Regions from separate parts of the Mus musculus genome. Here all the other regions are linked to region 2. A link is a contact called in public ChIA-PET, HiCAR-type, HiChIP or PLAC-seq, Micro-C and promoter capture Hi-C data. All regions are on one chromosome and are shown on one strand. The core of a region is the stretch at or near the end of the contact, and the rest is flanking DNA. Distances in the headings are between cores, read along the strand shown.

Region 1 (3,914 bases), core at 579-3,078, 270 kb before region 2:
CTCCCCTGGAGTACAGAGCAGCTGTACAGCCAATTATAAAAGAGGGGGTTCCTTGAGCTCTGGATTCCCTCCTGGAACACAGCTTGCTCCCTGAGACTGCAGTGTCTTTTGCCAATTGGCACTTAGGAAACAAGAGTAAGAAAAGAGAATACTGTCACTCTAGCAACTACCATTACAAATGACAAAATCACTCTGCTGTCACCCAGAGGTCTCCAGGCGGGTTAATTTGTTAGCTTGTAAGTAGGATAATATAACATCCTCACATTCCTTGACCAGAAGCGAATTGCTTTGCCCAGAGTCTGAGAAGTGGCAGGAGACACATTAAAGACGCATCAGCCTGCACATCCAGGGCAGAACCCTGGTGTTAAGCCGTTGCTATAAGCAGTGGTGCTGAACCTTGTTCCAGAAATAGAAGCAGCAACAGCTCCTGGTTACAAATGCAAATTCTGCACCAGCATTCGCAGACAGACCAGAAACAGTGACTGTGGCACTAATGGGGACATCTGTGGCTCTGAAGTATGTAACACCTAAATGACTGCATCAACACACACACACCCAACTTATCTCCCAGGCTGTAGGCAATGGTATGGGGAGGAGGACTTTACAAGGCATGAATTCTTGAAACCCACAAATACAGCTTCCATAAATTCTCGAAAGGGTTTTTTTCTAAATTAAAGAAGGCAGTTTATAGTCGGGCAGTGGTGGTGCACGCCTTTAATCCCAGCACTTGGGAGGCAGAGGCGGGCGGATTTCTGAGTTCGAGGCCAGCCTGGTCTATGGAGTGAGTTCCAGAACAGCCAGGGCTACACAGAGAAACCCTGTCTCAAAAAAACAAAAGAAAAAAAAAAAAAAAGGCAGTTTGTAAGGTGCAGAGGCCAGAGGATACCTTTGGGAGTGGTCCCTCAGGAGTCATCCACCTTGTTTTCGAGACTAGGTCTCTTACTTGATAAGTAGGTAGGCAGGAAGCCTGTCTCTACTCCACAACTCCAGGAAAGTGGCCTCATCTTTTACAATACTATATACTCAGCCCTTTTTGTTTGATTTATTATTTGTGTGGTTTTCATAAGACAGGATCTCACTATATAGTCCAGGCTGGCTTTGAACTCACAAGGACTCATCTGCCTATGGCTCTCAAGTCCTGAGATTAAAGATCTGTACCACAATGCCTAGCAGTATAATAATAAATAATAATAATAATAATAATAAAAGTCTTAACAAGTAACTTGGTAAGGCTACCCTTAAACTTGTCTCTCTTTTTTTGAGATCCAATTAGTTTTTATTTTATGTGTGTATTTGCTTTGCATGCGTGTGTCTGTGCAGGTGTCCTTGCCATGTCCTCGGAGGCCAGAAAAGGGTTTTGGATCCCCTGAAACTGCATTGTAAGCAACCACGTGGGAGCTAGTAATTGAACCTGGGTCATTTGTGAGATCAGTCAGTGCTCATAACCACTAAACCATCTCTCCAGCTCTTACCTTTGAACTTGTGATCCTCCTGTCTCTGTTTTCTGAACATCTGGAGTTACAAATCTGTACTACTGGTCTAGCTAAGATCCTCGGTACAGATCAATACAACTTGTCTGTTAAATGGGTTGACTTAATGTTTTCCATGTGCATAGTATATATTGTGGACATATAAATATATATCTGGGATGCTAGAAGAAAATGCTTACACCATAGTTGTGATGAGAATTACTTAGCCAAGGAGAAATACTATTTATATTTTAAGTCAAGCTGTAATTCTTGAAAAACAGGAAACCACATATCAACATAGCCAACAGAGTGTACCATGCTAGAAAGTGCACCAGGCTTTGAGTCAGAGGAGAGTTATTCAACTTCAGCCCAATTTCCTGACTTTAAAGGGGAAAACGAACTCAACTGAGAGCTACAATTAGGTGTGCGCGGTAGGTCACGGGAAGTAAGCACAGACATGCTCCCTGGGAGTGTACCTGATTGTTCTTGGAGGATCAGGGTTTTACCCCAATGTCATGCTTAGATCACTGTCTGGCACACAGAAGATGCTTTCTATTCAAGAAGTATCAGGAGTGAACAAGGTATTTCATAATGTTAGCTCCCTTCAGGCTCTGCTTGTCACAAAGCTCTTTCAGTAGGAAAAAGTCACTCTATCAAAAAAAAAAAAAAAACACTTAGTCATATTTAAAATGGGCCAGTTAATTTCAGAACATCAGCTGACTTTCTTCCCTGGAGAATACTACTAAAGGAGAGCTGTCCTGAAGCCTGAGAAAGAGGAGCTCCTATTAGCAACCCTGGCCATAGTCAATTCTGCAATGATACAACGTAAACACAATGAGTTGAGGGGATGGGGGGTAGGGGCTGCAGGGGCTGCAGAGGGTTGGGGAGGGTTGCCGGGAGGGCTTCAGGGACTACAGGGAGGGCTGCAGGGGCTGCAGGGGGGTCGGGGGGCTGCAGAGGGCTGCGGGGAGGGCTGCAGGGGCTGTGGGGTGCTGCAGAGGGCTGCAGGCACAGCTCAGCTTTGTGATAGAGTTCTTACCTAGCATGCACCAGGTCCATGGTTCACTTGCCAGACATGGTAGCCCAGGGCTGTACTTGGGGTTAAAGGCTGATAATCAGAAATCCAATGTCATCCTCGCCTACGTACAGAGTTTGTGGCCAGCTACACGAAACCCGATCTTAAAAAATGGGAGTGAGGATGGGGGTGGAGATGGCTTAGTGGGTAAGGTGGATTAATGAACAAGGATGAAGACCAACTTTCAAATCCCTCGAACTCAAGAAAAGCCAAGCGTGGACTCAGCGGTGCTGTGATCCCAGCCCTGTGAGGGATACAGACAAAAGGGCTGCTCGAGCCTGTCAGACGCCAGCCTAGCTCCAGAGTCAGGGGTAGACCCTGGCCTCCAGGGAATAAGGCAGGGAGTAGTAGAATAGGACACTTGATATCCTCTTCTGGCCTGTATATGAACACATGCAGGTGCTCACACTCACATCTATACATGCATATATACCACATATATGCACACACAGATAGTCATTAATAAAACAAAAAGCCATTCCGGGCCAGCCAGGGTTACACAGTAAGATCCTGTTCTTAGGGCTGTCGAGATGGCTCAGTGGTTAAGAGCACTGGCTGTTCTTTTTAGAGGTATGGAGTTTAATCCCCAACAACCACATGGCAGCTCCCGCTTGGAGGAGGAGGAGGAGGAGGAGGAGGAGGAGGAGGAGGAGGAGGAGGAGGAGGAAGATGAAGAAGATGAAGAAGAAGAAGAAGAAGAAGAAGAAGAAGAAGAAGATCTTGTCTCAAAGCCAAAACAACTAAAGCAGCAGCTAACACACTTCTGCAGCCTTAAGAGTGATGTCTTCGAGGTATGCCATCCCACGCAAATATAAATTAATTTTGTCTTTTATTTGTTTTTTTTGTGTAGCCCTGACTGTCCTGCAGCTGGCTCTGTAGACCAGGCTGGCCCTGAACTCAGAGAACTGCCCAATTTTGCCTCCCGATTTTGCTAAGATTAAAGATGTGTGTCACCACCACCACCACACCAGGTATTTAACTTTGCTTTTTAAATGTTAATTTATCTGGAGCCTGGGATGGTGGCACACACAGGAGGCAGAGGCAGGCAAATCTGTGAATTCTTGGCTAGCCTGGTCTACAAATAGAGTTATAGGACAGCCAGGGCTGTTACACAAAGGAACCCTGTCTTAAACAACAACAACAACAACAACCTTTTGTGTTGGAGGTGCCCATGGAGGCCAGATGGGGGTGTCATCTAGAGCTCTGAGGCCACTAGGAACCAAACCCAGGAACCACTGAGCCGGCTCTCCAGCCCCAGCTTTGGCTTTTAAAAAGTGAAAATATAGGACTATTTCAGGACTTGCACTTTCACATCCAACAAACTCCATGAGAAATTATGCAAATTTGATGCAAGAGGTAAGCAAGGAAGT
Region 2 (3,773 bases), core at 1,221-3,720:
GTTTTCCTCATTTCCCGGGCCTTTTAAAGTGACAGGAACCCAAGTGCAGTCATGGGTTCCATCAGAGGCCTGATAACAGCTCACTGTTCTGAGGAGAGGTACTGACTTCCCAAAACACTCTCCAAAATAAGAGCTGACAAATGGACTGGCTTGCTGTATGGTTGGGTTTCACTTCGATTTTAAAGATGATTAAATATTTGAATACACTATGAAAGTGGTTCACATCTTAATTTTTTTTTTAAACGGCAGAAAGAAATGGGGGAAGGAAAAAGGATAACTATGTTGAAGTTTCCCCCAGATACAAGAAGATAAGATGTAAAAGCAGTCAGCTATTGAAGTCCGAAACACTGCTCACCTGCCCCATTCTTTATCTGTTAAAGGTGAAACATGGCTAGACTCATTTCTCTTAAATAAAAGATAAGCTCAATGAGATAAAGACATAGGGGCAGAGTATGCAGCTCCTTGCAGCTCTGAGGTGGGAGCACTCACCTAGCCTGCATAAGGGCCTGCCCCACCCATGCTTTCCCTCCCCCAAGTACACCTATTAAACACTCCAAAATAAATGGCTAGCCAATTCTCCTGGTGAAATCCTGCACTTAAGAGTCATCTCTAAAAGCAAACAAAAAAGAAGATAAAACAAGTTTTACAACTTTTGACACCCTATTGTGGTATTCAAATCTGCCCTTCAAACTGACCCTGGTTTGTGTGTGTGTGTGTGTGTGTGTGTGTGTGTTTACAGGCATCATGAAAACTGTTTATTTTTGGATGTTGATAATCAGCCTCAAAAGGCGGGGGAGGGGGCTTGGATGCCACTAGAAAAGTGTTGGTGGGACAGTGTAAATCCAAAGATAAATCCAATGGTAGAAAAGGGTCACGGTTCTCTAACGTTGAAAGTGAAAGACACCATAAAATGTACCTTTCTTAATGAAGCCTTAATAGTTTCTACCTTTAAATTCTAATAGCTGCCTCCCTTCTCCCCACAGGTACTCCCTGGAAACCTGGAGACCATCAAATTTAGAACATGATGTTCCAAAAACACTGCAAAACACATGTGGGACTGGATGATACGATACGGTACTTATCTATTAATATATTAATTTACTGAGCCACTATCTTTATGAACTTAGTAAAAAAAAAAAATGCAAGTGAAAAATAACTTGTACCTCATCACCACTACTGGCAGCCAATGAAAATGAAGCAGGTTTTGACCCCGACCCTGCCAACCCGGTTCAAGAACTTGGGAAAATACCAACGCCTGTTTCATAATACAGGTACTTTTTTTCTTCCCGTCCTTTAATAAGCTCTCTAGACAGACCTTTTTAAATCTTCCTAATTAGTTAGCAGCGTCCTTCAACCCACATATCAGGTGTCCCACATTTTCTGTATGTCCCGCCTAGAAAACAAACCCGATTGCCCCATTTTCGGAAAGGTAAACTCAGCTCCAGGCAGCTACCTATGAAGTCACCGCGTTTGTTATTTCAAAGATGCAATTAAGCGAAAATGACAGAAGGTTGTCTAAAAGATTAGTCGCAAATACGGGGAGGTGTCGATCTTACACAGGGAAAGAAACCTGCACTCTGTGACTCGCTCCCATGTCTCCCCATCCTCGCTTCTCCAATACACAACAGAAGGAAATTAAATTTCCAAAGTTCCTTGACTTTGGCTTAACTTTTAACTTTGCAGCTCTCGGCGCTCACGTTATCGAGCAAAGTGGAGAAAAGAAAGGCTGGCCTGCAGCAGAGAGAAGCAAACTTTACTAGAGCCTGTCCCCGTCCCTACCCCCTTCTCGGAGCCCTTACACAGACACATTCTTCTGGGCGGCTTCTAACCACACCATGTCCACAATCATTTACAGAAATTAGAAACAGACTCCGGGAGCCCTTCCCACCGCGCGCTCGGCGCAAGGCTGTCCGCACCAGCTCCACGGGGCAGCGTCACTCGCTGTGGCCCACAGCCCGTCGCTCCCTCCCACTCGGGGGTCTCAGCCAGGATTAAACTGCAAGCAGCTCGCGCTCCCCGCCCTCGGCGCACCAGGGATGCCACCATCCGAACCGAGGGGAGCCGAAGAGACGTCCCAGAGGCCCGCACATCCCACCCCCCGGGTCCGGCCACGCGTGCTTCTTACCGGCGCGTGGGGAGCCCCGGTGCGGCGACCGGAGCGCAGCGCGCGGGCACCGAGAGCCGCCGCCTCTTCTTCCCCGAGCTGCTTCGGGCGTGCGCAGAGAGGGTCGGCGGCGACAGAAGCAGCATCGCCGGGCGGCGACCCCCGCCGAGCTCCCGCCCGCCCGCCGCGACTTCGCAGCGCCTCAACGACGGCCGCCCGCGCGCGGCGCTGTCCAGGAGGCTGAGGCGGACGGGAGAGCCGGGGAGCGCTGCTCGGCAGCGGCGCGGAGACCTCGGAGAACTGTGACCATGGTGTGTCACCCTCGCCGCGGCGCGCCCGGCCCAGCTCCTCACGGCGCGCAGCTCCTCCTCGGCCCGACGCATCGGCCCCGCCCCTTGCCCTGTCAGTCAACCCCGCCCGCGCGCGGACAGGACCGCAGGTCCGGGACCCTGCACTCCGCTTCTCCCCATTGGTCCGCCAGGAGCCCCACCCCGCCTCCTCCCTTGGGACCGAGTCTCTGGGGAGACCTGCGCCCCGGTTGCCATGACAACCGGTGCCTTGGGTCGGGCTCCTCACTCTTCTTTTGGCCCCGCGCTGGGGTCGAGGGCGCCAGGGCAGGGTTCTGCTGTGTGCACTCTCCACTGTGCAGACTTGGGGATGAAGCCTCTTGGGCTCCCCCAACTTCAGACCCAGAACTTTCCGAAACGCGCGAGGAAGAGTGACAGACGCGAAGCTGCCGGCCCCTCCCCCTCCTCGCAGCCTTGCTCCCAGATTCTCTCCGGGCGACCCAGGCAATGAAAGAAGGTGGAGAGAGAGGGAACGTCGCCCTGCCAGCTCCCCCAGCTACACAGCAACCGAGAAATGGTGTGGGCAGTGAATCGGCTCCGCCGGGTTCCCACAGCTGTGAAGAGACTTTCAAAGGTGTGCTGCGACAGCACAGCCTCAAAGATCCCCCCGGAAAACTCAAATACTCGCGTTTTCGTGAGAAACAAGATTTTTGCCCTGATATTTTGTGAACTTGGCAACCCCAGCGTTAAAAGTTTTACGGTAAAACCACCTAATTGATAAACCATTTCTTTAAACACACAACAGCTTGGCGAAGGTGTATCCTCGTAGCGATTTCTTTCCTGCAAACTAAAACATTCTAAGTTCAATTATTTGCAAGGAAACCTTGCAGAATTCACGAGCAGAATAGCATCTTGTAATGTGGGTTTTAAAGGGTTTTTTGCTATCGTTCTCTTTGGTGCTATATAAGGTTACTAATACATTCAGTAACACATACAGGGTTAATTTTGTCTGAGATCCTATATGGACCTTTATTTACTTTAAGGATCTCCTCAAAATGGAGAGAAGAGGCTCGTCTGGCTTCTCCGGGCAAGCTGCAATCCCAGGTTCCCCAGCCCCTGAGGCTTTGGTACAGGTGTGATGAATGAGGGAATTAATTAATGATTTACCTTTGGCTACTATTTGAGTTTTCATTATCTCATTTACTAAATGAATAGCTGTGATGGATGTCTTCAAATATGCCTTGCACGTACGCACTGAATGGCATCTCTCTAACTCCATGGAAAACGAGAGCAGAAACCCAAATCCCTGTCCTCAAGGAGTCAAACATGGAGCCTGAGGGAGAAAGCTAGCCCTCCAGGAACAATCTGAAACCTGGGACCAA
Region 3 (3,901 bases), core at 1,236-3,735, 400 kb before region 2:
CACCTATGACCAGTTTGTCATATTTTATGAGTCAGTGTGAGCCACACGAAATTTTAACAAGATTGGGTATAAATAGACAGGCTGCATATAGGAATCCGTGGGCTATATAATTAATTTTTCCTTTAGTTTAACCACGTCATCGCTCCTGGACACTCAAATTCTTCCTGGTGACCTTCTTTCTAAGTCACTGACAACCTTGCAAGGCCGCAAAATAGATTGTGTCTTTGACTATGAGAGACAGGTATTTTCTATCTTAAATCAGTATAGCTAGTACCAGGGGAAAATACCATAAAATAGTTTTAAAAATTAGTTTCTACATCCCAAACACAGAGCATTGCTCTTCCATTTGAAGGTGAAAGCAGTGGTTTGACCCCTGCCCCCATATCTCTCCCCCTCCAAAAGAACCCACCAATCAGAAACACTGGGAACAATTACTGGAAGAATTCAATGTTACTGATTTTGAAGACAAGCTTTTCTATTAGTTTCACAAGTGCATGGGCTCCTTCCTCTGACTTTTCAAACGCTGGTCACACAAAGCCAATGGTCGACTATGTTTAAAGCTTATTTAAGCTCCATACCCCATCTGGCCTCTAACATTCTGTTTGTCTTCCTGCCTCAATCTCCCAGGTTCAAGGATCACAGGTATGCCTCATCACACCTGGCTCAGTGTGTGTGTGTGTGTGTGTGTGTGTGTGTGTGTGTGTGTGTGTGTGTGAGCATGAGTGTGAACACATACATGTGTACTTGGTAATGCATGTGGAGGCCAGAAGTTGATATTCTGATATTTAGTGTTTTCTTCAACCAACCTCTGGTTCTGAGACAAGGTCTCTCATGGACTAGGCCAGGCCATGGAATCCATTGTCTCCACACTCCCAGACTGTGCAGCCACACCTGAGTCTCTTGCTGAAGGTTGAGTCCTTGCACTTGGAAGGCAATCACTCTACCAAGTCACTTCTCCAACCCCACAGCTCAAAGGCATCCAAAACAACGCTCTTCCTCTTGAATGGGGTTAGCAACCTCCCACCAGCTGAGTCAAGTTTTAAAATAACAAAAATGGCACTTCTCAGCTGTGACCACACACTGTGCCTTTCAAGAAGCCACAAGGCACTTAGTAGGACTATATTCTCCTGTAGTTTGCGAGGGAAGGCAATAGTTTGGGGGAGAAGTGTGCAGACAGTACCTGGGAGGTGCAGGTGGGGATGGAGGCTTCTCTGTGGCCTGGACATTCACGGGAAGGGTGCGAAGTTCCCAGAAAGAAGAGAAACACAGGTTAGGACAGCAGCAGGAACGGTCTCGGGCATTTAGGGCATTGAATTCAACACTCACTTGCTCCGTGTCGCTGTCTTCACTGTCGCTGAGCTGCAGGTCGTCCTCCAGCATGCTGGGGAGAAGCGACAGACAGTGGAGAATTTAGGAGAACGAATAACTTTATAGAACATGGGGGCTGGGGGGAGGCAGGGATAAGCTGGAGACTTGTTTTGTTTGCTTGCTTAAATCAATTTTCTAGAAACTCAAGCTTTACCACTTAACATTAAAATCAGGTCAGCCAAGCTCCTGACAATGCAAAAGCCGAACATCCCACCTGTTTGGAACCCTGCAGACAACTTCTGGCAGGCATTTTTTACCTGCCCTCGACTCCTATTCAGGGAGAACACGAACACACACGAACACACACACACACACACACACACACACACACACGAAGACGAAGGGAATACACAGACAGCAAATGACCCTGAACCACCTTCTTCCATTGTCTCTGACAGAAGTAAAATAAGCGGTTATCTATGCTGCTTCCCAATGGAAGTGAGGTATTTAAACAGTGCTAAGCAAGCACAAAAACCCTCAAGACACCCTCTTCATTTTTGTCCAAAGGACACTATTAATTTGTCACAGACCTCCTCCCCAAAAAATCATTCTCTTTTGGTCACTTGGATACAAATCAATGCTCAAAGTTCCCATTAGTTTAGCTAATAATGCAAATGGCCCTGTTGAAAGTATATCTCAATCTTAGCACTACTAATTTTGGTGGGGGGGGGGGGGAGTCAGCTTGTTTCCCAAAATTTATATTACTACACATTTCTAGGCACCCTGGCTTAGGACAAATTCTAATATTAAAAATGTTTCTAAACTGCGCATGTTTTCTCAAATCTAAGCACCCACCCTTCCATTCAGAGATCCCAAATATCAAGGGTGCCCAGTACTGTCTCTCACATTTCTCTCCAATTTTACAAGCATAGCTACCACACACACACACACACACACACACACACACACACACACACACACACACACAAAGTTGTAAGTAAAACAGAAAAAAATCTATTTGTATATTGCTTATGTTCCAGGAAGCAAATTAAAATTCATTCAGTAGATCTCAAAATACCTTCTCAGGAATTTTGAGCAGCGATTCTTACTGTAGCTCTCTGAAGGAGGAAGCCATGGAGGAGATAAATTATGGAACTAAACTGGGCTTTTTACCAATGACCATGTGATGTGGCAACGCCACCAAGGAGTTATTCCACCAGCACATGTGCTAATATTCTTCCTGTGTACATTTTCTTAAAAAATGAAAACTGAAACTGGGCATGGTAGCTCACGTCTTTAACCCCAGCTCTCAGGATGACAGGGGGATCGCTGAGTTTGAGGTCAGAGCCAGACAGAGAAACCCTGTCTCAAAAAACCAAAACCAACAAAACAAAACTAAAGGAGGGGGAGAGAGAGAGGGAGAGAGGAGGAGAGAGAAAGGGAAGGAAGGAGAGAGAGAGAGAACAGAAAATTTTAGCTACTTATAAGTTGAAGATCTTTCTCAATGTTTACCAAGTGGAGACCAAATTCCTATTTTACCATGACTAAAAAACACAGCCCTCAGTCATGGAACCTGGCCGTTGGCCATCAGAATGGTATTAAAAAAAAAAAAAAAAAAAAAGTCACTCAACGAGTTTGCTGCTAGGTTGGGTTGGCAAGGAGACACAGCAAGAGATAAAAGGTATTACCTTAGGAGAAAAAGAAAATCACAAGGTATAACTCACTGCAGGGTGGGGGAAGTCTGGCAAAGTTGGTAAAGTGTATTCAGTATTAACAACCCCCCAAAAAAACCATATAAAGGGACACCGTCTCTTAGTTACCGGGTTCTTTTGTACAAAACTAATCTTCCTTAACTTTTCTGCACCACAAATGATCCTGTAATCCCACTATGCGTCCACTCACAGCAGAGAATCAAAATCCCATTTATGTGTCCCCCTTGCTACTGAATAACACCTAACCACTACAGATATGCTCTCCTAAGGCAAGTCCAGGCACACGAGAAGTTCTGAGCTCATTTGGAAATAGCAGGTACTGTGAAAGTTCTACAGATTTCCCCCTCTGGAAGTTGTACAGGATGAGAATCAATAATAAAACCTGTCTGCTGGGTTAAAAGCTACTCAAGACGTTTTGAAGTGGGAACAGCGTTCTGTGAAGGAGGGCTGCTGAAGAGGGGCCTGAGGGCTTTCTACAAAATTAAAATGTAAGAATTCCATCAGAAAAGGTCAGATGGCATCAATCACTTAAGTAAGACACTGGTGCCACTTACACAGTATTTGTTTCCCATGGTCTAAATCTGTGCGTAAAATGTCTTTGATAAAGAAATAAAAAGTTAGCCAGGCCAGGTATGGTAGCACACACCTACAATTCATACTCAGGAGGTTGAGGCAGGAGGATCTGAGTTCAAAGCCAGTCTGGTCCACAGAGAGAAATCCGCTCTTAGACAAAGGCCAGTGAAATGGTTCAGAGGGTAAAAGCAGGTACTTGCTAAGCAGGGGAACAAACTTCTGCTGGCTGCCTTCTAGCCGCCACACTATCACCATTCATATACACAGTAGATAGACAGACAGACAGACAGACAGACAAATGAAAACAA
Region 4 (3,731 bases), core at 679-3,178, 490 kb before region 2:
GTGCTGGGGACAGAACCTGGGTCCTCTGGAAGAGCATCCAGTGCTCTGAAACACTGATCCATCTCTCTAGTCTGATTTAAAGATAACTTTGTCAGATTGATTACATGGGTACCGGACAGAAAACTATCATTAATTTATTAGCATAAAATGAGCCACGGAGCCAAGGCCAGGAAAGGAAGACACCAATGTGTCTTGGAGGTAGAGCACAGGAGGTAATTGCTTTTTGTTTCCGTTTTTTTCTGTTTTGGTTTTTTTAGACAGGCTTTCATTGCTGTAGCCCAGGTTAGCCCGAGGTTATCATTATGTAGCCCAGGCTGGTCTGGAACGCTTGCTCTGCCTCCTGAATGCTGGGATTCCACAACTCCTGGTTCAGAGAAGTTTAAACAAGTAAGACTGGCATAGAGGAAGGGGATGGTCAGAGTCCATGAGTGGGCAGACAGGGATACAAGCCAGTGAGGTGCTGCAGCAGGGAGGTGATTGTCTTGATGGTTCATTTTCACGCTGAGACGTTCCGCAACTCTGTCCAGACTTTCCTGCTGCTGCCTGCAAGCTTCATCTCCTTTACAGATGAAGATGAAATTGTCTTCTTGATTAAGTTTTCCGAATCCATTTGCAGACAGCATCTGAAATGTTGGTGGAGGTTTAAAGCCTTTTAATCCAGGATTAGAGGGGGAGACTTAAAATATAAAATGCAAATGCCGACTGGGATTTAACATTACCGTTTATTCCCACCCAGTGCAATCAGATAATTACTCAGGAGGTGTCATCACATCCTTTCTGGTTTTAATTCATAGAGATCAGGGTAGGGGAGTCTAATATCCTCTGTTTATGAACCAGCTTGTGTATTCTCAAATGAAGCTAAGAAAAATCTCTAGATTTAGAAAACCACATGCTTCGTTTCTTTTTAGTTTATCTTCACTTTATAGATATGTAAAATAATTAGGTGAAATTGTTGTTATGGATGTATCCCTCTAAGGACAGGTCCTTGTCCTGGCTGCCCCGCTCCCTCGTTTTTTCCCCATTTGCTATGAATATTTAACTTTAAGATTTATTATTATTATTATTATTATTATTATTATTATTATTATTATTATTTTTGCCTGAACCCGCTATGCCAACAGAAATTCCTCTCTAGGTCCAGAGTTGTAGCAATTTATTCTCACTGTACCGAAATACGTGACCAAAACCACTTGAGGAAGAAGGATGGATTTGAGCTCTCTGTTTCAGGGGACTTCGGATCCTCATTTTCGAGGAGCCCTGCAGAAGTGGCCCTAAGGCAACGGTTCCCACCCGTGGGTGATGTTTGAGCAGGTTCTGGGACCTTTGGGGTCTAGCTGGCACAAGCAAACCAGTGCAAGTGAGCAGGTGATGACACCTGTCTCCTTCAGGCCCAGCTGGAGTCTCTGTGGTTTGCCTAGGCTGGATCCAATTTGTATCTTTATATCTCAGCCACAGGAACAGCTGACCTTATCTTCCTGCACCAAGCCACCTGGTCTATGGCTACATTTCGAATATGCTTTGAAGATTCTGGAAGCTTCAGAATGCCCTGGAAAAAAAGAGTTCAGGGAACTATCCTAATATATGCCCTTGCTCTTTTTCCCTACATTTCCAGCAACTTTACTGAGAGTTTGCCTTATCTCACCAGTTTATACTAGCAATTGTGTTTAACACTCGGTATTTAGTTCAATTACTTCCTTGCTTTGCAGACACAAGCTGTTTTGTATACATTTTGCAGAGCATGAGATAAAACTGATAGGAATAGCTATAAAATCTGGGATATTCCCCACGCAGGGGATGAATACTGGGAGGGATGGAAGGGAAACGCAGGCGCGCTCTTCAAAGAGGCAACAGAGAACTACATTTCCCAGAGTGCGGCGCGCAGCACGCTCGTGCCTCACCACCCCGCCCCGCCCCGCCCCGCCCCCGCGGCTCTCAAGAGCGCTCGGCCGAGCCGGGCACGAGCGAGCGGTCGGGCCGGTGAGCGCGTCCCCGGGGTGTCCAAGCGGGGCTGGCGCGGCGCCGGCGCGGAGCGGGTGTGGCGGCTCGGCCTGCGCGGCGGCCGCGGACAGAGGTAACCGCTGCGTTATCCCGCGCGCGGGTCTCAGCCTGGAGCGGTCACCCGCGCTCGCGTCGGTGAGGAGCTGCCGGGCGGCGCCGGCGCCTTCCCTCGGGGAACCGAAGGGATCCGGGCGGGCCTCGCGGGCCGCGCTGTCCTGAGCGGCGGCGCAGGTGCTCGGGGTCCGGGTTGGGCGACTTCAGGGGTGTCCCCCTCCCGGGGTTCGCGGGGCTCCTGCAAAATCCGTACCCGGCCGGGTGGCGCTGCTCCAGGCTGAGCTCGTGGCTTGCTCCAGGGAGGGTCCCCGATTTGTGGACACAGTTTGGGGTTCCCAACCGTCTCCCGGGCTTGCACGGCCCTGATGTTACGGTTTGGGGAGCTTGTTACCTTCCTTTTCCTGCAGGCAGTATTTATTATCATGCATTTCGTGGAAATCCTCGCAGTTTTGAATATTCTTGCCAACCTGCTTTAATTGCCTACCTTTATATTTTGCTTCTTACCTTAAGGTATTAGCGTAGGCAGATACTTTGGGCAATAGGTCTTACTTAGAACCTGGGTTGCCACAGTAATTAACCTGCCAGGTACACGTGGGTTTTTTTTCTTTTTTTCTTTTTTCTATTTAATGCTGTTCTCTCTCTCTCCCCGCCCCCCCCCCCCTCGTTAATTGTTTTCAGTCTTGTTTCCCCATCTTCCGTGAGCCCTGGCCGTGCTAAGGGGCGGGTGGGGTACGTTTAGTTGAGCAGAGACCCTCTGCTAGTGCTACCAGAGCTTGTGAACTGCGTGCAGGTAGCTTTATCATTAGCCTTTGCTTCTCTGCCTGCTTTCTCCTGGCACCTATTTTTTGGTTTGTCAGTCAAACCAACTGACCTACTTAAAACTTTAGTCATGTTGCCTTGAAAATACCAAATAGTTGGAACACAAGTATAAAAAGAAGTCACAAGATGCTGTATTCAGCTGTATGCGCTTGGATTTATATTCATTCTTATATTTTTCTACCCCTCCTCTCCTATTCTACCCCTCCCCCTCCACTCTACCTCCCACCCCCCAACCTTGAGCATGCCGGGAGAACACACTACTTACCACTGAGTACATCTCCAGTCTGAATTTTTACGTTTAAAACTATTCTTTTAGCATTTGATAACTGTTAGTGCTATTAATTTGTAACGTTACACATTCCTTAATAAATTCCAAATCCTAATTTGAAGTCACAGCGAAAGCTAACCAGAGTGTATAATTTCCCCATTCCTACAGAAACCCAACCTCCCTGTTGTAAAGTCCCTCGTGGTATCAGAACCTACACTGATGTTTCATGATCTCTCAAAATTCTGTCCTTTATGTTAGGGTTCAAATAGAGTGCTTGCCTAACCTGGGTTTCATGTCCAGCACTGCACAAACTGGATGTGTCGGTGTGTACCTGTGATCCCAGTACTTGAGAGACAGGAGAGCCAGAAGCTGAGAGTCATCATCAGCTACACTGAGTTTGAGACCTGCCTGGGCCTGTCTTGTCTCAAAACAGCAGCAGCAAAATCTAAACAAAAGGCTAAAAATGGGTATTTAAGCTTTTCCCCTCCTTCCCTTCTTCCTTCCTTTCTCTTCTTTCAGATTTTCGAGATGGCATTTCTGTATAGCCTTGACTGACCTAGAACTAGCTAGCTCTATAGACTGGCTGGCCATG
Region 5 (3,607 bases), core at 286-2,785, 330 kb before region 2:
GGATTAAAGGCAAGTGCTGGGATTAAAGGCATGGGCAACCATATCCAGCTATAACATATTTTAATTACTAGCCATGAACGACAAACAGTTCCTTAATTTCAAGCAAATGGGAAACGTTAGAGATTGAAGACATCTGCAGTCACTGTAATATGAAAATCTACAGGTTCTGTTTGTGCTAAAAGCTAACGGTTGCTTTTTAGTTAAGATTTAGCAGAAGTTTGAGGTGCAACTTCTGTTCCCCTACTCCTCTGTCCCGTTAGGAACCCCTTCCTTCCAACACTCAATAAGATGAAGACACAACTAAGCCAAGTTGAGAGGATTAAACTTGTTTTTAAAGTAAGACACACTTAGAAGGTTTTCTGTTTAGAGAAGTTCCTTCTAGGAAGTTTTATCTCTTAGAAAAATTCAAGTTCTATCTACTCAGTCTCTAACGTTTACAAATCTACTGTTCTCCATGATCTTTAGACCTAAAATTACTAAAATTACCTCAGCTCAGCGTCCAGATATGTTACCAAATCACTATCCTAAATCAAGTATTAAGGCTAAAGAACATTTCCATAATTGTAAACTTGTGCAATCACACTGCCTTCTGGCATAAGTTTTGAAAAGGTTCGACGGGTCCTGTTTTCCGTAACCAACAGCTGTAGAGACCGAAGCGCGATGACACCCAACAGCCTCAATCTTGGGCACCGGTGTACGGCCAAGTTTTAAGGCTCCTTTCAAAACCTTCAAACCCGGGAGAAGGCAAGACTCGGTCCTTGCAGTACAGGGCACTCCCCTGACAGCAACTGCGGGTCATTAGCCAGGCTCCCCTTCACCAACCCAGCGCATTCCGGCCTTTGCCTACTCAGCAGATTCACTCTGACTGTGCCGTTTTATGTGGAATCGTACATTCTAGCAGGAAAAAAAAAAAAAAAAAAAAAAAAAAAAAAAAAAAACTATATTACTCACCAGGCTCCACCACTCTCTCGTGGGAGAATCCTCGTTTCCATTAAGTGCGCTTCCAAATTTCTTTGGAAGACGCCAAACCAGCAACGAGTAGAGCCGGAGGATTGTGCACAGGCACCTCAGTGAAAATCCAGGCTCCGGCAGGAGAGAAACCAACTTCACTTTCCGAAAATAACAGTTCTTCGGGCCAGAAGCGGAATCTTTAACCTTAACTTTCCGGGCGGTCCCTTTGCACTCGGTTCACACACTTTTCTACCCGACACTCAGGGATGAGATAGCAGTGATCCAGCCGCTGGCTTCCTGCGGTCCCCGCCCCCCCCCCCCGGCACTCCCACCCGCGCCGCCCTTGCCCCGGGCTCCGCGGCCACTCCCGGGTCCCAGACGCCCCCTGCGCAAGCCTCACCTGGAATGGGCTGCCATGGCTCGGCTCACACTGCCTGGCGTCCCAAATCCATCTGCGCGCTCGCCCCGCAGGCTCTCTCGCCCGCGCCGCTCTCAGCGTCGGCCGCAGCCGTCGGCGATACTGCCCCGCAGACTCTGCGCTCTCGGCAGCCGCGTCCTCAGCTCTGTGTCCTCAGCACCGCCTCCGCCCCCCGGAGCCTCGGCTCGCGCCGAGCCTGACGGACATCCGGGCACCGGGGGCAGCCGGGCGAGCCGCACCTCCCTGGAGCCCAGGGAGCGGCGATGCCCGCCGCCCCGGGGCACTGTCGGGTCACCAGAGACCAAGGGGTGCGTCCGCACCGCCCGCTGCGGGGTCCCGGCTCCCAGTTCGCCCGCACTTCGGGGGCGATGTGCGCGGCGCTGGGCTCCCCTCGAGGTGCCCGAGCTCGCCGGGACCCCCCCGCAGGCGCCGCGGTGGTACGGCCCGCCTCCTTTTAAGGGCAGCGCGCACCTCCGCCGCCGCCGCTGCCCCCAATTCGGCTGTGTTCAAACGCGCGCTACAGAGATCCCCGCGCTCGGGCTGGGACCTCAGGGTCCTGCTGCCGTGGGGATGTGCTGGGAGTGGGAGCATCGGATCACTGCCTTCGCTGCTTCTGGCCGCTGCTGCGGGGCTTGCCATCGGAAACATCAGGGATCGGCTAGCAACCCTTCTTCAACTTTGCTTTCAGTTTTGAAAGTGCCCAGAAACAAGTGTTTATACGACTTCCCTCTTCGAGGCAACATGCGATTACACAGAAGACAGCCATTCAGGGAAGTCCCCTAATAAATTAAAAGAATTGCTTCCCCTCCACCCCACCCCACCCCACCCCCCGCAAACAAAAACCATGATGCAAACCAACGTAAACGCTCGAAAGCACAATCGAAAATTGCGTCAACTCAGACACAGGAAAGACACCAGGCTTTGCCTGGGAAGCGGCTGAAAACAACGATGGGCAGAAAGGCAGGGAGAAGACTTAACAGGGGCATCCCGGAGGACCAGCCTGCTGCTGGAAGGACACTTTCTTGGTGCGCTCCGGGTTCGACCCGGGACTCACCACATTATATTGCTCATGTAACTGATTGCCCAGTTTCTAAATACCGCAAGTTTCCAGATTCCGGTAGTCCCTCTCAGAGGTCAGAACTACTTACATAAGAACACAAGACAAAGCTTGTCTTTCACTCCCCTGGCTTTAGCTCTGATGGTGGAGAACGACTGACGCCTTCGCAGGAATGAAGGCTGTGGTGGCAAGTGAGACAAGTTGCCAGACACTGCTTTCTCCACCACCTACAGTAGTAGTTTGGAGAACTCGTGTACTTTAGGAATGCCCTTGATGAACTAACTAGTCCTTTGAATTTTGACTCTGAAATGCGGGGTTTTTCCCTCTGTCTCTATGTCAGTCTCTCTGTCTCTCCTCCCTCCCTCCTCCTCCTTGTGACAAACGGGAAGTGCACAGAAAGCACTGTTCTGTTCTAAGCTCACAAGCACAGCACCAGTCCTGAAGATGAGTGTGAAGTGACTGGAGAGAGAAACCAACCAGAAACTAGCTGGTTTTTCATAGACCATGTCTCCTAGAGATAACAATTCGCACGCTTCTGACTTGGGCATCTGGCAAGTCTCTCTTCTAGGAAAACAACTTTCAGTGTTTATTGCAAAGATAAGGTTTTACCTTCAGAGCTATAGGGGAAGCTTGCTACAGGTGAGACAGTTTCCCATACTGTCAGACCAAGGTGAGAGGGAAGGACTCACTGCTTGACTTAAGGAGCAATGGGTTCCAAATGACAATATGTGATGCTACAAAAACATGCCTGAGGGCTGGAGAGAGGGCTCATCTGCTCTTCCAGAGGTCCCAGAGTCACTTTCTAGGTTCCACATTAAGTAGCATCCATGTTCCCTTAGCTGTCTTTAACTCCAGTCCCAAGGGATCAGAAGCCTTCTTCTGTTTTCAGGAATCAGGCACACATGTGGCATATAGATATACATAGACACAGAACACCCATACACATGCAAATAAGTAAATAAAAATTCAGGGGGCTGGAGAGATAGCTCAGGAGTTAAGAGCACTGACTGCTCTTCCAGAGGTCCTGAGTTCAATTTCCAGCAACCACATGGTGGCTCACAACCATCCGTAATGGGATCTGATGCCCTCTTCTGGTGTGTCTGAAGGCAACACCAACGTACTCATATAAAATAAATAAATCTTAAAAAAAAAAAATCTAGGGGGCTGGAGAGATGGCTCAG
Region 6 (3,608 bases), core at 249-2,748, 420 kb before region 2:
TTTAGTGACATCACATACCTGCAGGGAGATAAAACAGTGCATTGAACATTAAACTCGGGGGAGGGGGGGGCAGCGCATGTAATGCTGGCTGTGCTGCTGCTGTCTTCTAGAGGGTATGAAGGGGTATGCAACCCAGCAGGGAAAGGGTTAAGAGCAACCACATGCCGCCCAGAAGACCTGGCCCTGAGGCCTGCTCTCTCAAGTGTGGTGTCCTCATAAGCCCTTAATGAAAGGCCTGGGGCACACAGTGGAGAAAGAAGACACCCGTTATGAAACCTAAGCTGGGAAAAGCACCCTCCCTGAGAGGCTCAGCGTTCTCTTCAGGACACTTGACAGTTATATGCCTCAGTACAGGGGAACACCAGGGCCAAGAAGTGAGAGTGGGTGGGTAGAGGAGTAGGGGGGGGAGGGTATGGGAGACTTTTGGAATAGCATTGGAGATGTAGAAAATACCTAATTTAAAAAAAAAAAAAAAAAAAAGACGACACAGTTGCATCCAGTTATCCTGTGCTCCCTCATATGCAACACACTTTAACTGTGAAAAACCTGTGGACCAACCACCCAGGGCCTCCTCAGGCAAGAAAGGGCAAAGGGCCCCCTCTTTAGCTTTGTAGGGCTCCCCCTCTTTAGCCGCAGGTGGGGAGACCGACAGGTTTGGCCCGGTGGCAGAATACCTCAGCACTTACCTAATGAGGTCTATGGTTTCTGAGTACACAGCGTACGCCGACTTGGCTGAGCTTTCTGACTCTGAGGCCATTCCACACTCGATAAAAGAGAGGACGGCTTCCAAATACTTGAAGGCTTTTCCAGCCTTGTCTACCTGTGGGAGAGGAACACAGGCGTCATGAGGCTGTGGGCAGCCATCGGTCCCTTACCCCATTCAACCCTGTAACTTCTCCACCGTCTTCACCTGATTAGAAAGACGGGTGAGGAAGAATAGAATGAGATGACCAGCCATGGCAGTCAGCACTGACCTACAAGATTGTCTTCTAGCAAAAATCCACCAGGGAAAAGAAAATCACAACGCTTAGAACTCCGCCAAGCACGAGCAGGGTATAGTGCTGCTACCAGCTGCAGCCCAATCACCCTTGCAGCCTACGAGGCAGCACATTAACAGGACAGACACGAGTTTCTTTGTGGAGGTTGAGGTTATATAAAATATGTAACTGGTCACTTAATGATTTGGAGCCCAACAGACTGTTCATCTCTTTCGGCACCTTGTACAAAAACATGCCCTGGCCAACAGGGACAGACTCTCAAAACCCCTTCAAGGAAATGTGGAAATCGGACACCGGTGGTCTGCCTAATCCTGAGCACATATTTGGTCACTTGATCTTCTCGCTGAGTGGCATACAGTCAATTCAATTAAGCGGAAATGTGGCCCACAGCCCGCTTCTCTGCACGTGGCACAGGCACCGCACGCTGGGAGCAGCTGGCTAACTGGGGCTGGCTTGTAGGTTTTGCTAATGCTTCAATTCACTGTGTTCAACAGGGATGAAAGCAGCAAGGATGCGCATGGAAACCAGGAAGGCAGAGATCGTCTGCAGCTGCTCTGGGCTTCTGTGTGCTGCTGCTGCTCCAGGGCAGGGAAACAGTCCTCCCTCCCGCTGCTTTTGGTGCCTCTTCCCAGTAGAGGAGCAAAGTGGAGTGTTCCATGCACATCCATGCACTTACACAAGCACGCACACCTGCATTTCAGAGGCCCCAAAGCTTTTCAGTTTTTAGAAGAAACTTAGTGGTTTTCCCTAAAAGAGTAAGCTCAGAAAATCTGTAGCAGAGTAGGAGTGAAATTTGTATGCCTCGGTCAGCTGTGTGGGTGATAAATAGCTTGCTTTGATGGTGGAGCACCAATCCTCTTTTATTTTATTTTATTTTCACGTGTGTGGTGTTCTGCCTGCATATGTATCGACACCACACATGTGCTGGGCCTGCAAAGGCCAAAGGAGTGCATAAGATCCTCTAGACCCGGAGCTGCAGGCAAAGTGAGCTGCCATGCAGTGTTGGGGAGCCGAGCCCAGGTTCTCTGCAGGAGCAGCAAGTGCTCTTAACTCCTGTACGGAAACCCAAGGCTCTGATTCTCAAACTTACTTAAAACCATTTCTCTCGGGGAATTTCCAAAATGAATACTGCCCTTAGTACAGAAATGAAGGGACATATAAACTTACTCCATCCCTACCTCCTTAAGGCTAACGGGTCTCCTGAGACAGCTAGACAGCTATCTCGGTTCTAGGAGGGAACAGAATTCCCTCCTCAAGGAGAGAACAATGTAAAGAAGAAACACATCCCCATGACCAGCTGTGCACCTCACTGTCTGGAACGCCAAGTAGACAGCTCTGTGGTAGCTGAGCCACAGTGGCACTCAGTGACTCCAGAACTCAGAGGCCGAGCAGGAGCATGGCCACATGTCTGAGGCCAACCTGGGCTAAGATCTTTCATGAGAAGCAGAGGAGGGAGACCACAAACAGGTCACTTCCAGAACTGGCAGGTCCCGAGAATAGTCATTACAATTAGATGCAACAGGTATAACAGGTATAAAGCAGAGGGTCCTGGCTCACCAGAGAGGAAGGGGATGCAACCCGAAGCTCTCTGCAGTATTAACTGCAAATGCTAACAGTGTCTAAGTGAGGTAAGATTTTGCTCTCTGCCTACAGTGCAAAATAGGTCCCCCTCTCCCCTAACCCAACCTGAAACAGTCACAATGAGCCCACAGCATCTTGGGAAGTGTGAAAGAGGTGGCTGAGCTCACAACCCTGCTTGGTGCAGACTGAGCACACACAGCCAGGGCACAGAGCAGGTTCAGTGCCTTGACCCCTCACAGCACTAGGCATGGGAGGCGACCAGAGACCATTTTATCTGACAAACAAGGGGGCCTGCAACCTGGGATAGAAAGGCACAGGCCAAAATTCCCATGGCCACAAGGGGGCAGCTTGTCACAAAGAACCAGAGACAATCTGTCTGGGGAACCTCCAGGATCTTTAAATAGGATGAAGAAGGTGACTGAGATGGCCCAGCAGGTAAAAGTGCTTCAACCAAGTCTGATGACATGGTCTGACACTTGGGAGCCACATGGTGGAAGGAAGGAGAGACCCAAGTCCTGAGAGTCATCTTATGAGTATGGCACAACCCCCAACCCCAAATAAGTGTAATAAAAACTAAATACAAACAAACAAACAAACAAATAAATAAGACTAAGGGAAAATGGAATCCTACCATGCCCATACTTAACAGCAAAACATGCCCTTTCAGAAGCAGCCCAGAGGCTGGCAGATGAAGACAGCCACTGTTTTTGGACATGTTTATAGTGCCTGCACCTTACAATCTCTTCCCGAGGCCAGCTATCCCTTCAGATCTGTGCACAAGATCACTCTGGAATGCAAATAGGCTGCCTCGCCTTGCATAGCACTCAGGGTGGGACATCTCAAGAACTGATTCAGTGGGTTGAGAAAAGTACCCATACATTAAACCGACATCCCACTGATGAAGTTCCACTCAGATACAGTCTGCAAACCTGTACACGATCAGACTGAACTATAGGAGCCAAAGAACACAGAACGCCTCAGACCTCAGTCATAAGACATCTGATTATCCTGCTTACAAGTGGCTAACAG

The links. Promoter capture Hi-C pulls out the DNA fragments that hold promoters and counts their contacts. Hi-C and Micro-C count contacts between places; a contact is called where the count stands out from the background. ChIA-PET counts read pairs in DNA pulled down with a chosen protein or histone mark. HiCAR-type assays count read pairs that join an accessible place to other places. HiChIP or PLAC-seq counts read pairs in DNA pulled down with a chosen protein or histone mark.
Region 1: an HNF4G HiChIP or PLAC-seq map of pancreatic cancer cells shows a contact between it and region 2. The contact joins the enhancer-like site here to the promoter of Ptpn13 in region 2. A contact is called at or near these places in 3 of 39 promoter capture datasets (cranial neural crest, embryonic stem cells and frontonasal cranial neural crest), 1 of 484 Hi-C or Micro-C datasets (muscle stem cells) and 4 of 115 datasets of contacts at active chromatin or transcription factors (effector CD8 T cells, embryonic stem cells, memory CD8 T cells and 1 more).
Region 3: a contact with region 2 is called in a HiCAR-type map of astrocytes, with 2.9 times the contacts expected there. The contact joins the enhancer-like site here to the promoter of Ptpn13 in region 2. A contact is called at or near these places in 6 of 39 promoter capture datasets (the 3T3-L1 cell line, cranial neural crest, embryonic stem cells and 3 more), 2 of 484 Hi-C or Micro-C datasets (cardiomyocytes and uterus), 3 of 115 datasets of contacts at active chromatin or transcription factors (astrocytes and embryonic stem cells) and 1 of 9 other capture datasets (macrophages).
Region 4: a Micro-C map of embryonic stem cells shows a contact between it and region 2, with 2.0 times the contacts expected there. The contact joins the promoter of Klhl8 here to the promoter of Ptpn13 in region 2. A contact is called at or near these places in 8 of 39 promoter capture datasets (the C10 cell line, the HPC-7 cell line, cranial neural crest and 4 more), 2 of 484 Hi-C or Micro-C datasets (both in embryonic stem cells) and 4 of 115 datasets of contacts at active chromatin or transcription factors (astrocytes, embryonic hindbrain and embryonic stem cells).
Region 5: a contact with region 2 is called in an RNA polymerase II ChIA-PET map of memory CD8 T cells, with 52 read pairs. The contact joins the promoter of Aff1 here to the promoter of Ptpn13 in region 2. A contact is called at or near these places in 1 of 39 promoter capture datasets (embryonic stem cells), 6 of 484 Hi-C or Micro-C datasets (all in embryonic stem cells) and 4 of 115 datasets of contacts at active chromatin or transcription factors (effector CD8 T cells, embryonic stem cells and memory CD8 T cells).
Region 6: a promoter capture Hi-C map of hippocampal neurons shows a contact between it and region 2, with 2.8 times the contacts expected there. The contact joins the enhancer-like site here to the promoter of Ptpn13 in region 2. A contact is called at or near these places in 4 of 39 promoter capture datasets (embryonic stem cells, hematopoietic stem and progenitor cells, hippocampal neurons and 1 more), 2 of 484 Hi-C or Micro-C datasets (both in nephron progenitors) and 1 of 9 other capture datasets (adipose tissue).

What each region holds. Positions count from the first base shown.
Region 1 is chr5:103,696,270-103,700,183 of GRCm38.p6, reverse strand. It overlaps a transcript of Aff1 not described here. Among named protein-coding and RNA genes, the nearest start is that of Gm25721, 40 kb to the right of the region's middle. Within about 2 kb of position 1,828, at least 67 of the 459 cell types and tissues checked have an H3K27ac peak or open chromatin away from gene starts, as enhancers often do. A contact at or near this core is called in pancreatic cancer cells, where this site is marked.
Region 2 is chr5:103,423,889-103,427,661 of GRCm38.p6, reverse strand. It overlaps Ptpn13 (protein tyrosine phosphatase, non-receptor type 13), which reads right to left and starts at 2,470. Exons shown (of 48, transcript NM_011204.2): 1 at 2,126-2,470.
Region 3 is chr5:103,823,460-103,827,360 of GRCm38.p6, reverse strand. Aff1 (AF4/FMR2 family, member 1) reads right to left here. Exons shown (of 20, transcript NM_133919.4): 8 at 1,327-1,381; 9 at 1,181-1,218. Among named protein-coding and RNA genes, the nearest start is that of Gm42139, 60 kb to the left of the region's middle. Within about 2 kb of position 2,485, at least 19 of the 459 cell types and tissues checked have an H3K27ac peak or open chromatin away from gene starts, as enhancers often do.
Region 4 is chr5:103,909,456-103,913,186 of GRCm38.p6, reverse strand. Klhl8 (kelch-like 8) reads left to right here and starts at 1,928. Exons shown (of 10, transcript NM_178741.4): 1 at 1,928-2,071.
Region 5 is chr5:103,752,090-103,755,696 of GRCm38.p6, reverse strand. It overlaps Aff1 (AF4/FMR2 family, member 1), which reads right to left and starts at 1,535. Exons shown (of 20, transcript NM_133919.4): 1 at 1,352-1,535. The coding sequence starts at 1,368.
Region 6 is chr5:103,843,446-103,847,053 of GRCm38.p6, reverse strand. Aff1 (AF4/FMR2 family, member 1) reads right to left here. Exons shown (of 20, transcript NM_133919.4): 16 at 687-820; 17 at 1-18. Among named protein-coding and RNA genes, the nearest start is that of Gm42139, 40 kb to the left of the region's middle. Within about 2 kb of position 1,498, at least 35 of the 459 cell types and tissues checked have an H3K27ac peak or open chromatin away from gene starts, as enhancers often do. A contact at or near this core is called in hippocampal neurons, where this site is marked.